Linked DNA regions of Sus scrofa: all the other regions are linked to region 1. A link is a contact called in public Hi-C and HiChIP or PLAC-seq data. All regions are on one chromosome and are shown on one strand. The core of a region is the stretch at or near the end of the contact, and the rest is flanking DNA. Distances in the headings are between cores, read along the strand shown. Region 1 holds the start of SIRT4 (sirtuin 4). Region 2 holds the start of DYNLL1 (dynein light chain LC8-type 1). Region 3 holds the start of RAB35 (RAB35, member RAS oncogene family).

Evidence for each region. Hi-C and Micro-C count contacts between places; a contact is called where the count stands out from the background. HiChIP or PLAC-seq counts read pairs in DNA pulled down with a chosen protein or histone mark.
Region 2: a contact with region 1 is called in a Hi-C map of liver, with 3 times the contacts expected there. The contact joins the promoter of DYNLL1 here to the promoter of SIRT4 in region 1. A contact is called at or near these places in 3 of 47 Hi-C or Micro-C datasets (epiblast stem cells, liver and skeletal muscle) and 1 of 2 datasets of contacts at active chromatin or transcription factors (alveolar macrophages).
Region 3: an H3K27ac HiChIP or PLAC-seq map of alveolar macrophages shows a contact between it and region 1. The contact joins the promoter of RAB35 here to the promoter of SIRT4 in region 1. A contact is called at or near these places in 9 of 47 Hi-C or Micro-C datasets (fetal heart ventricle, heart right ventricle, liver and 4 more) and 2 of 2 datasets of contacts at active chromatin or transcription factors (alveolar macrophages and skeletal muscle).

Annotation. Positions count from the first base shown.
Region 1 is chr14:40,288,683-40,292,030 of Sscrofa11.1, forward strand. SIRT4 (sirtuin 4) reads left to right here and starts at 1,606. Exons shown (of 5, transcript NM_001114270.2): 1 at 1,606-1,664. It overlaps LOC102165911 (a long non-coding RNA gene), which reads right to left. Exons shown (of 4, transcript XR_002338550.1): 3 at 1,230-1,277.
Region 2 is chr14:40,454,168-40,457,515 of Sscrofa11.1, forward strand. DYNLL1 (dynein light chain LC8-type 1) reads left to right here and starts at 1,787. Exons shown (of 3, transcript NM_001195114.2): 1 at 1,787-1,920; 2 at 2,129-2,266. The coding sequence starts at 2,135.
Region 3 is chr14:40,139,485-40,142,832 of Sscrofa11.1, forward strand. RAB35 (RAB35, member RAS oncogene family) reads right to left here and starts at 1,777. Exons shown (of 6, transcript NM_001243291.1): 1 at 1,598-1,777. The coding sequence starts at 1,649.

The DNA.
Region 1 (3,348 bases), core at 356-2,855:
ACAGGACATTGCTTCCACGATTTGGCTGTAACAATACTTCCATGAACAGCAGCACAGAGATATCAGTCTGAGTCCTTGTTTTCAATTCTTTTGGGTGTATCTACCTAGAAGTAGAATATCTGGATCATGTGGTAATTCTCTGTTTAACCTCAAAGGGTTTTCTGTAGACACCTTAATTCAGAGGAGAGAGGCTGAAAGAGGCTATTTCCACAGAAATGCCCACAATTCATGAGTTTGAAGTTACTTTCACTCTCATTGCCTTGGCAAGTCAAAAGCTACTAGAAACATGTGCCTAGACTTGGTTCAGCTCTGAACTATATTCTCCAAAAGACTTGTTTTTTGCTACTAAATAAGATGCAAATAGTAGTCTCCAAGAAAATGACATTTCCTCCAGCATTTTATTATGAAAATTTTAAACATGAAACATTCAAAGTATTGCTTAATGACCATTTATGTAGTCATTGACTAGATGTAAAAAAATGACATAAGGAGTTTCCATTGTGGTTCATCAGGTTAAGAACCTGACTAGTATCCATGAGGATGCAGGTTTGGTCCCTGGCCTTGCTCAATGGATTAAGGATCCAGCATTGTCACAAGCTGTGGTGTAGGCTGGCAGCTGCAGCTCTAATTCAAGCCCTAGCCCAGGAACTTCCTTATGCCACAGGTGTGGGACTAAAAAGGAAAAAAACATGACATAAAAGGTCTGTTTGATGCTGATGGGTAATTAATTTTTTTTCACATCCATAACTGCCAGGGTGGGGGGGGAATACTAGCAATTTGATTAATTTAGAGTAATTTACTTTGATCCAATCAAGAACTTTGTCACTAATTTGTGGTGTGGTCGAGTCATGAGAAATAAAAAAACTAGGATCATCCAAAGAATTTCTCAGCCCTTGAGAATGTGTTTTTTTTTTGGCTTTCTGTCTTTGTAGGGCTAAACCCACAGGCATATGGAGGTTCCCAGGCTAGGGGTCCAGTTGGAGCTGTAACCACCGGCCTATATCACAGCCCCAGCAACATGGGATCCGAGCTGCATCTGTGACCTACACCACAGCTCACAGCAACACTGGATCCCTAGCCCACGGAACGAGGACAGGGATCAAACCTGTGTCCTCACACACGGATGCTGGCCAGGTTTGTTAACTGCTGAGCCATGGAAACTCCAAGAAAGTCTTGATTGGTGGCTCAATACACCCTGTCAGAATCTATCAAGGGAAATTGTGATTCACCAGCTGTCTTGGGTAACTTCATCCTCCATGGATGACTTCCCAGCGGCCCTGAAAAGAAAAAAAAAAAAAAATCTAGATCCAGTATTAAAGCTTCTAGCTTAAGAGAAAATGAATTCCTAAGTTATTGCTATTTGGATGTACTACATTGCACCCAGGACAGTAGCGTCCAAGCTCTTAACCACTTCTCAAACAGATGATAGGCTTGTTGGCTTTGGAAAAGCACACTTTGCAAACGAAGGTTGGAAACCTCTGACCAGAATGGGCCGACAGAGGCGCTATGGGACAATATGGGGCCCTCAAATGGGAAGCCCATAGAATTGTGGGACTTGTAGTTTTTTTTGCATCATTTCGGCTTCATGCACTACATTTCCCAAAATGCAAATATAGTCAGTCAGTCCCACTGCCGGGTGTGGAGTGTCCCTTAAACTGTGAAAGGTAAGTGTGTTCTGTTCAGGCTGCAGGTTTCTAAAAATTGTGGATTTCTCGTAAGGGATACCATTTCTCTTCTTTGCCCTTTGGTGGGAACTGGGAGACAGCAGCTGTTCCAACAGAGCGTTTTCAAAGGGATTTCCCAAGCCCTTTGGTCTCAGGAATCCAGATTATGTATTTGTCTAGCTGTTCACGTGTTGCTGTGGTGTGTCAAGGAGAAATCAGAGTCCTGATCCCAGATTTGGAAAGCTCAGCATGAAATAATGTTTACATATGGGGTACACGTCACTAGAGAATTTCTGCATTTGACCATGCAATATGTCAAAGCCTTGTTTTCACAACTAGAAAAGGTGGAGTAGATATTCCCTTGTGGCACAGCAGGTTAAGGATCCAGCCTTGTCACTGCAGTGGCTCAGGTTGCTGCTGTGGTGCAGGAACTTCCACATGCTGCAGGCATGGCAAAAAGAAAAAGAAAAAAAGAAAGAAAGAAAGAAAGACAAAAAGGCAAAGCAGGAGTTCCCATCGTGGCTCAGTGGTTAACGAATCCGACTAGGAACCATGAGGTTGTGGGTTTGATCCTTGGCCTAGCTTAGTGGGTTAAGGATCCGGTGTTGCCATGAGCTGTGGTGTAGGTTGCAGACACAGCTCTGATCTGGCGTTGCTGTGGCTGTGGTGTAGGCCGGCGGCCGTAGCTCTGATTAGACCCCTAGCCTGGGAAGCTCCATATGCTGCAGGTGCGGTCCTAAAAGGACAAAAAGACAAAAAAATAAAAAAATAAAATAAAATGGGAAGTAGGTTTATGGGACACACAGTTCCCCCAAGGGGTGTTATTAACTAAAAATATAAATGTATTCCTCTGATAGAGGCATCTTTAGATGTCACAAGTGGATTAACACCGAGCTATTGACGGTCTTAAAAGATACTGGGGTAGGCCATTAACCTTTTGAAGTTTATAAGAAATTCATTGCTGACCAGCCAGGTGTTACTAGGAGAGACAGAATAGGCCTAATGTTATGCTAGAATTGTGCTTTATCAATTTTTTTTCGCTTTTTAGGGCCATACGTGCGGCATATGGATGTTCCCAGGCTAGGGGTCGAATTGGAGCTGTAGCTGTCAGGTCTATGCCACAGCCACAGCAATGCCATATACTTAACCCACTAAGCAAGGCCAGGGATCGAACCTATGTCCTCATGAATACTAGTCAGATTCGTTACTGATGAGCCACAATAGGAATTCCTGTTTTATCAGTTTTTTACTTTACCTTTCTCCTATTTTCTATTTATTTTTAATTTTTAGAAAATGTTATGGCCACACTCAAGGCATATGGAAGTTCCCAGGCCAGGGACTGAGTCCCAGCCACAGCTGTGATCCATGCACAGCTGCAGCAATGCTGGATCCTTTAACCCACTGCACTGGGCTGGCAATCGAACCGACACCTCTGCAGTGATCCGAGTCACTGCAGTTGGATTCTTAACCCATGGCACCATGGTGGGAACTCTGACCTTTCTCTTTTTTAAAGTAGACTTTATTTTTTAGAGCCCCCCCTCTTTTTTTTAGGAAACCAAGATATACAGTTTCCCTTGGATGCAGAAAGCCTTGGCAGATTTGCCAGCCATAGTTAATTTCCATCTGATGGCTACTGCATAGATGAGCTCTGGCTGTAGGTTCTTAAGACAGTAGGAAGATAAAA
Region 2 (3,348 bases), core at 537-3,036, 170 kb after region 1:
GGAGTGACGCATAGAACTACTTTCAACTTCTTCTTCAGGAGTGACCCATCCTTTAACTCCTCAAATCCATAATTCCACTACTGGAAACCTGAAATTGGGAAGAGCCTCTTAATTTGATTTTACTGATATGCATAAATTGTACCTGAGTTTCTGTTATTCCCATCTGTGTGCCTCTGATCAAATTGTAAGTCTCTGGGTTAATGAGACTGAGTGGTCAAGTAGAAACAGGCAAAAATGTAAACAAAGCTTCTGATTGCGTTATTAAATTGATAACTTGTTTACGGAAGTTCTAAAACACATTAAAGGTGGAATTCTCTTTGTGAACCCAACTAGTATCCATGAGGATGTGGGTTTGATCCCTGGCCTTGCTTGGTAGGTTAAAGATCTGGCGATGTGGTGAGCTGTGGTGTGTGTTGCAGACTTGGCTCGGATCCCAAGTTGCTGTGGCTGTTGTGTAGGCTGGCAGCTGTAGCTCCAATTTGACCCCTAGCCCGGGAACTTCCATGTGCCGCAGGTGAAGCCCTAAAAAGCAAGAAAACCAAAAGAACAAAAAGCAAACGACCCCCTCCCCCCCATTTTAGGCATTTAAGTGTTGGTTGTTGAAAACCTTGCCCTTGCCGTAACTGTTCCATAAGCTGACAGTTACTGGTGAGATTCTTCCAACCCTTACTATGTGCCCCAAGTAGTGCTAAGAATTTCAAATGCATTAGTTTATTTAATATTCTCAACAAGCATATTAAGTGGTTTCCTTTTATATTTAGTCCCCCTTTTCCGATTAGAAAACTGAGGTTCAAACAGCTAGTAAATGACTGACCCTGCTCCCCAATCCCCCCTTGCTTTTTCTAACCACTTAAGCAGTTAGTCTTCCTAAACTAGAGAAAATACCTCTGAGGGATGCCTTTCTATCCACTTTGGCCCCAGAGATAAATCTCCACCAAGAAACTCCCACAGGAAAGATGGCCTCATCTGAGCAAGATGCCCCACCCTTGACACACACACTCAGGATTAACACTTCCAAATCCATTGGGAAGGTCCTCCATCCCCTTAAAAGGAAGTTAGCATTGCCCAGCAGGGAGGCCCCACTCTTGCGGATAATCTCTTAATTCACAAGGAAACCCTCTCTCATTCTTCAGGACTTCCAAACCACAACCCCCCACTGCCGCCATGTTTCAGAGTAAGTCTGGCTGGCCCAATGCAATATGAAAATGTGGCGTCCCTTTTTAAGACAAATTAATAAGAATTTCAAGAATGAGATCACAGAGCATAAAACCAAACCCCGAGGCTCCTCTTCTGCGACTGCACTGGTCACTTCCCCACGAAGCCGGCCCTGCCTCCCCTCACAGATACCTTTTCAATGAAGGGAATCGCTACCTCAGAATCGGAAAATCCTTTTGACGTGGGGTGGAGGTAGGGAGGAATGTAGGATACCCAACTTCCCAAGACTATCCTTATTGGAGAACACACCCTGGGACAACCTCTGTAAATTGAGAATCACTTCTCTTGGTTTGGGAGGACAACCCCTTCGACTACCCTAGCCGCTGGGTGGTCCTCGCTACTCAGCCACTGCACCACCTTAGGGGTGTTTGGGCCCGCACCGCGTGTGGCCCATTGCCGGGGCAACGGACGCCGAGAGCGGTGCATTGTGGTCTGCAACAAAATGCAGGAGAAAGATCCTGAGGGAACCATTCAGTCCCTGGGCCAATGGGAGAGTCTTAGGGGCTGAGTCAAGCCAATAGGGGCGTTCGGCGGGGGGCGGGGCCGGCGGGAACAGGGCGGGGCTTAGGCACTAGGCGGCGGCGGCTGGAGTGGGGCTGCTTAGATGCGCCACGGCTTCGGTAGCGACCGCCTCTCCCGACGGGTCTGATCCTCCGCAGCCCCTCCCCCAGGAGACCGTTGCAGTCGGCCAGCCGCTGCTACTTGGTAAGGCTCGGGAGGGGGTACTCCGCTACCTGGCTTCGTCCCCCGCAGGGCTTCTTCGGTCCGCGCGGCCGGCGCTTCCTGAGAGGCGGGGTGGGGGGCGTCGTCCCGGGGTGGCGTGGGGCGGGCAGAGCGGGCCTGGGAAGCAGGCGCTTTGCAGACGCAGCCGACACCTCAATTCCTTACCCTTTGCCCGGGCCTTGCCCCCCAGGTAACCATGTGTGACCGAAAGGCCGTGATCAAAAATGCCGATATGTCGGAGGAGATGCAACAGGATTCGGTGGAGTGTGCTACTCAGGCACTGGAGAAATATAATATAGAGAAGGACATTGCGGCCCATATCAAGAAGGTGAGGACAGAGCGCGGGCTGGGGGCTCGGGGAGTTTACGCACAGCTGGGGAGAGTAACAATCTAGTTCCATCTCCTTGATCCTGCGACCCAGCACGCTGCAGAGATCCTGGGGGCACACAAGGCAGCGCGGGTATAGAGGTTTCTAGAAAAGGATGCACATGATTTTTGCGCTTCTCCTGAATATTAGACCCTGAGCGCCCGAAGTTTTTTTATTACCCAGCTCCGCGGGTAAAGCGCCACCTAGCAACGGTTTCTAGGATCAGGGAGCAGCGGCTCTCCTTTCTCCGTGATTGCTGCGCGGAGGATCCATCTGGGTGTTTGGGAGGGGGGAGCTGCGTGGGTGTTTCCAGCAGGACCGGAGGGAGATCTTGCCAACCTCCAGTGGGGAGTCAGTCGGCAGTTGAGGGGAAAGTGGGTGGTAGTGATGGTGGGGGATTGGTAAATGGCAGTCTGTAGAAAGCTGGCAGGCCTGCCAACTTCTCGAGCTCTGTTTTCTAGAAGGGAAGGAAGCTGGCAGCCTAAGCCGTGGGAGGGTTCCAGTGGGGAATGAGACGATGAAAGACTTCAGATGGAACAGAAATAAATATCTTTTGACAAAGGCAGGCATGCATTGGTCTAGTTTATAAGAATGTTTTTCCCCTTAATCTAAAAGATGTCCCTGCTGAAGTACAAGAGTAGCCAAATTTTGCCTAACTCACCAGAGACTTGTAAGACTTTCATAGAGAAAGATTAGTTTTGGCCTCTGCCTAGGGTAACCAAGTGAAAAATTAACACTCGAGGGTGGGCTCTGGAAAATTTGTGGCTGCAATTTGCTATATTTGAGAACCAGGTAGTAGATTAGCACCATCAGTATAGATGGAAGCAGAAGGGCTATTGACATTAAAAATAAAATTTGCTCAGTTGGCTGTCAGGTTCTTCATCATTCTTTATAGGGACAGTGGAGAGCCAAGTGTCTTGTCCACTTAAAATTTTAACCCACAGCGGATTAGATGCTAATTGAGGCTTTGTTGTTTAGAAGTCTTTTCACATGATCCTGGAATGAGTTACAGGGCAGTATTTTGCGCTAAATATTATTTTCTT
Region 3 (3,348 bases), core at 527-3,026, 150 kb before region 1:
AGGACCCCATGAAACACCATAGGCCTTCTCCAAAAGCAAGGCTACAGCTTCTCTAGTTTTCTTTCATTCAAACCACTCCACCTTCCTAACTCCTCTGTCAGCCACAGCTACTCTTCATCTCCCTAGTTAGCCCCTAACTTTTCTCCCTTCCACCAGCAATCACAGAAACCCCAGATACCCTTCACCTTATCCAAACCATCAGCCCCGTCCCAATCCAGCTCCACAACAAGACCAAAACCCACCCACTTTCCTGGCCCAGCTGTCACAACACCGCCACATCAGTTACTGACAACACCTTTGATTTCCCCTCTTTCCTTAATAATCCATGAGCTCCACCACCAACCTGGCCTCTGCCTCCAGTCACATGACCTCGATGCCCACATTCAACTCAAGTCTGGTCTATAAACTTGGCACTTTCCCAAGCCTCCTTCCCCATCATAAAGTCCCAGGGCCTCAGCTACGCTCCCAGAAACCTCCTGGGGCCTGCTTCCCTGACCTCTTGGTCACCCCTTTAATAAACCTGCTTACCTGCCGCACTCCAAACACCTCTAAAAACCCTCCACCCTTTCTCAGAAACCAGACTAGCTTTTCCGAGGGTACTTGATATTCATTCATTCATTCATTCGACAAATATATATTAGGCACCTACTGGGTGCCAGGCACTGCACTAGCCACTGGAGAGTGAGCACTGCCCCAAGCTCTCTAGGAGTGTATAAACGGTCAAAGCACTTTTGTAATGTTGGCAGACCCACCTCCAATATCTGTCTAGCATCTAGTGTACAATACGTAACAGCAAACATATACTAAGAACTCACTATGTGTCAGACACTTTTCCCAACATAGTGTGTGCAATATCTCACTGAATACTCAATCAGCTCAGTGAGGCAGATCGTACTACTATTTCATTTTTACAGATGAGGAAACGGAAGCATACAGAGATAATAATTCAGCAGGAATGTGCCAGTCCTTGAGTGAAGTGCTTTACCTGTCTTACTTCATTTAAACCTCACAGGAATCTCATGAGGAAGGTTCTGGGAATATCCCCATTTTACAGAGGATGAAACTGAAGCTTCCAAAGGCTACTGATAACCACATCGATTGCTAACATCTACCTAGAGCTAGCTCACTCCACCAGGTCGAGTGTTAAGCACTTTTCCAGCTTTATCTCATCCAATACTCACACCACCCTACGAGGCAAGTCCCCAATTCTCAGATGAGGAAACTGAGGCTCGGAAAGGCGAAACAATTCGCCCAAGGTCAGAATGAGGAAGCTAGTAGTCCCGAGACTCGAACCTGGGTCCCTCCAACTCCAGACACCGCGCGACTTGACCAAGGTCACACGTGAGGCAGGGGCCGGCGCGACCAGTGGACCGGGAGCCCAGCCCCGAGCCCCGCGCACCCGGCCCCTCGGCTCCGTATCCCCGCGCCCCAGCCTCACCTCGGAGCCGCCCCGAGCCCCTCCGCGCGCCCCTGCAGCCGCCGGCTGCCCCACCCGCCCCGCGCGGGCCGGCACCTCCCCGCCAGTCTGCCCGCCCCGAGGCCCCTGCGGGCCGCGCCCGGCAGGGCCCACGCCGCCTCCGGCCGCCGCGGCCCTTACCGCTGTCGCCGATGATGAGCAGCTTGAAGAGGTGGTCGTAGTCCCGGGCCATGGCGGGCGGGGGAGGCGCGCGCGGGCGGGCGGGGTCGGTGCTGGCCTCGCGATCCGCAGCTCCCTCCGGGCTGCTCCGGCAGCGGCGGATCCACTTCCCGAACAAACAGCCGGAACTGACAGAAACACCTCCCTCCGCTCCCCCTCCTCCTCCTCCTCCTCTTCAGCAGCCGCCGCCGCTGCCACCGCCTCCCTCCTTCCCGCCCCGCCCCGCCACTGCGCAGGCGCAGCGCCTGTCCCCGCCTCTGCGCAGCCGCGGCCGCAGCCAGCCGCGCCCTCTCCGCGCTCACGCACTGCGCGTGCGCCCAGGCAGAGTCCCGCGGGCGAGGGCTGGCCTTTCCTGCGTCTTTTCGCCGATCACAGCAGCCGCCGCCGCCCGCAGCCCGCAGCCCGCGGCCTGGAGGGTTCGGAGAGCAGAGCTGCGGTGGAACCCTAATTGGAAGAAGCCTAGAATGAGGAAGAAGTCCGGCCGTGGCCCGGAAAAGACCCGCTCCTTCATCTTCAAGACCCGCAAGCGCTGCGGAGAGGAAAAGACTGGCAGTGACCGCTGGGGCGGGGCTTACGCCGAGCTCCCGGTTTCTCGGGGCTGGGGACTCGGACACTCCGCCCCCTTCTGCGTGGACGCCGCCTCCGGGGTGCTAGCTCCGGCCCCCTACCGTCTCCCGAGCCTATGGACAGGACGCCGAGGCGGCTGGAGGCTGCGGTGTGTACAGGACCGGAGTCGCCCGCTGGGGAGTAACGTGTTAGGTGTATGGCTTTGACGTCAGTGCTGGGGAGAAGTCCCATCCTAGCCCAGAGACCTATTGGAGCTTGAGTTGCCTTGTTGATAAAACGGGGTGGGTGATACCAGATTCAGGGTCCTGTCCAACATGACGTTGAGCCTGGGAGGTGACGAACCCCGCAGATCGACAGCAGCAGCTCCTGCAGCTTCAATTTCACACCATCTACAGATACACCACTTTTCCAAATCACGTGGTAGGAAGACCTGGGTTGCAGAAGTTAAGCGGTATTCGGTTTATCATCAGACCCAGTTTTTTTCCGGTTGTAGAGTAAGTTCCCACCTGCACTAAAAGTAGAATGCGCCTCTTGCCATCCTCATTTACAGAACTGAAGAGAAAAAAATTTGTTACAAGTTCTGTATGTCCCTCTCACTTTCTAGTGAAGTACCTTTTATATATTTCTACTTGCTTTCTCAAACTTCCTTTTACCTTGACTTTATACAAAGTAATTCTCTTGGTTTTTAAATATATACAGAAGGTTACCAAAAAGTACAAATTACTGCTTTTCCCTCAGACCCATTCCTCACATGTAAACAAACCCTGTTAATAAATTTATTAAAAGTTAAATGTTTTAAGTTTAACAAATATTTGTTGAATGAATAAATGTCCTTCAATTAATTTCCTTTGCCTGTGCATACACTTAAATTGCTTTTTCTCTTTAACAACATACTTGGGCCTTCTGTCATCACAGCTGCATGGGTATGACACTCCATCATATATATATGGTGATACTGGAGTTCCCATTGTGTCAGTGGTAACAAATCCAACTAGTATCCATGAGGAAGAGGGTTCGATCCCTGGCCTCGCTCAGTGGGTTAATGATCCGGTGTTGCGGTGAGCTGTGGTGTAGGACTCAGCTTGGATCTGATGTTGCTGTGGCTGTGGTTTTGCCAGGCAGCCAAAGCTCCGATTTGATCCCTA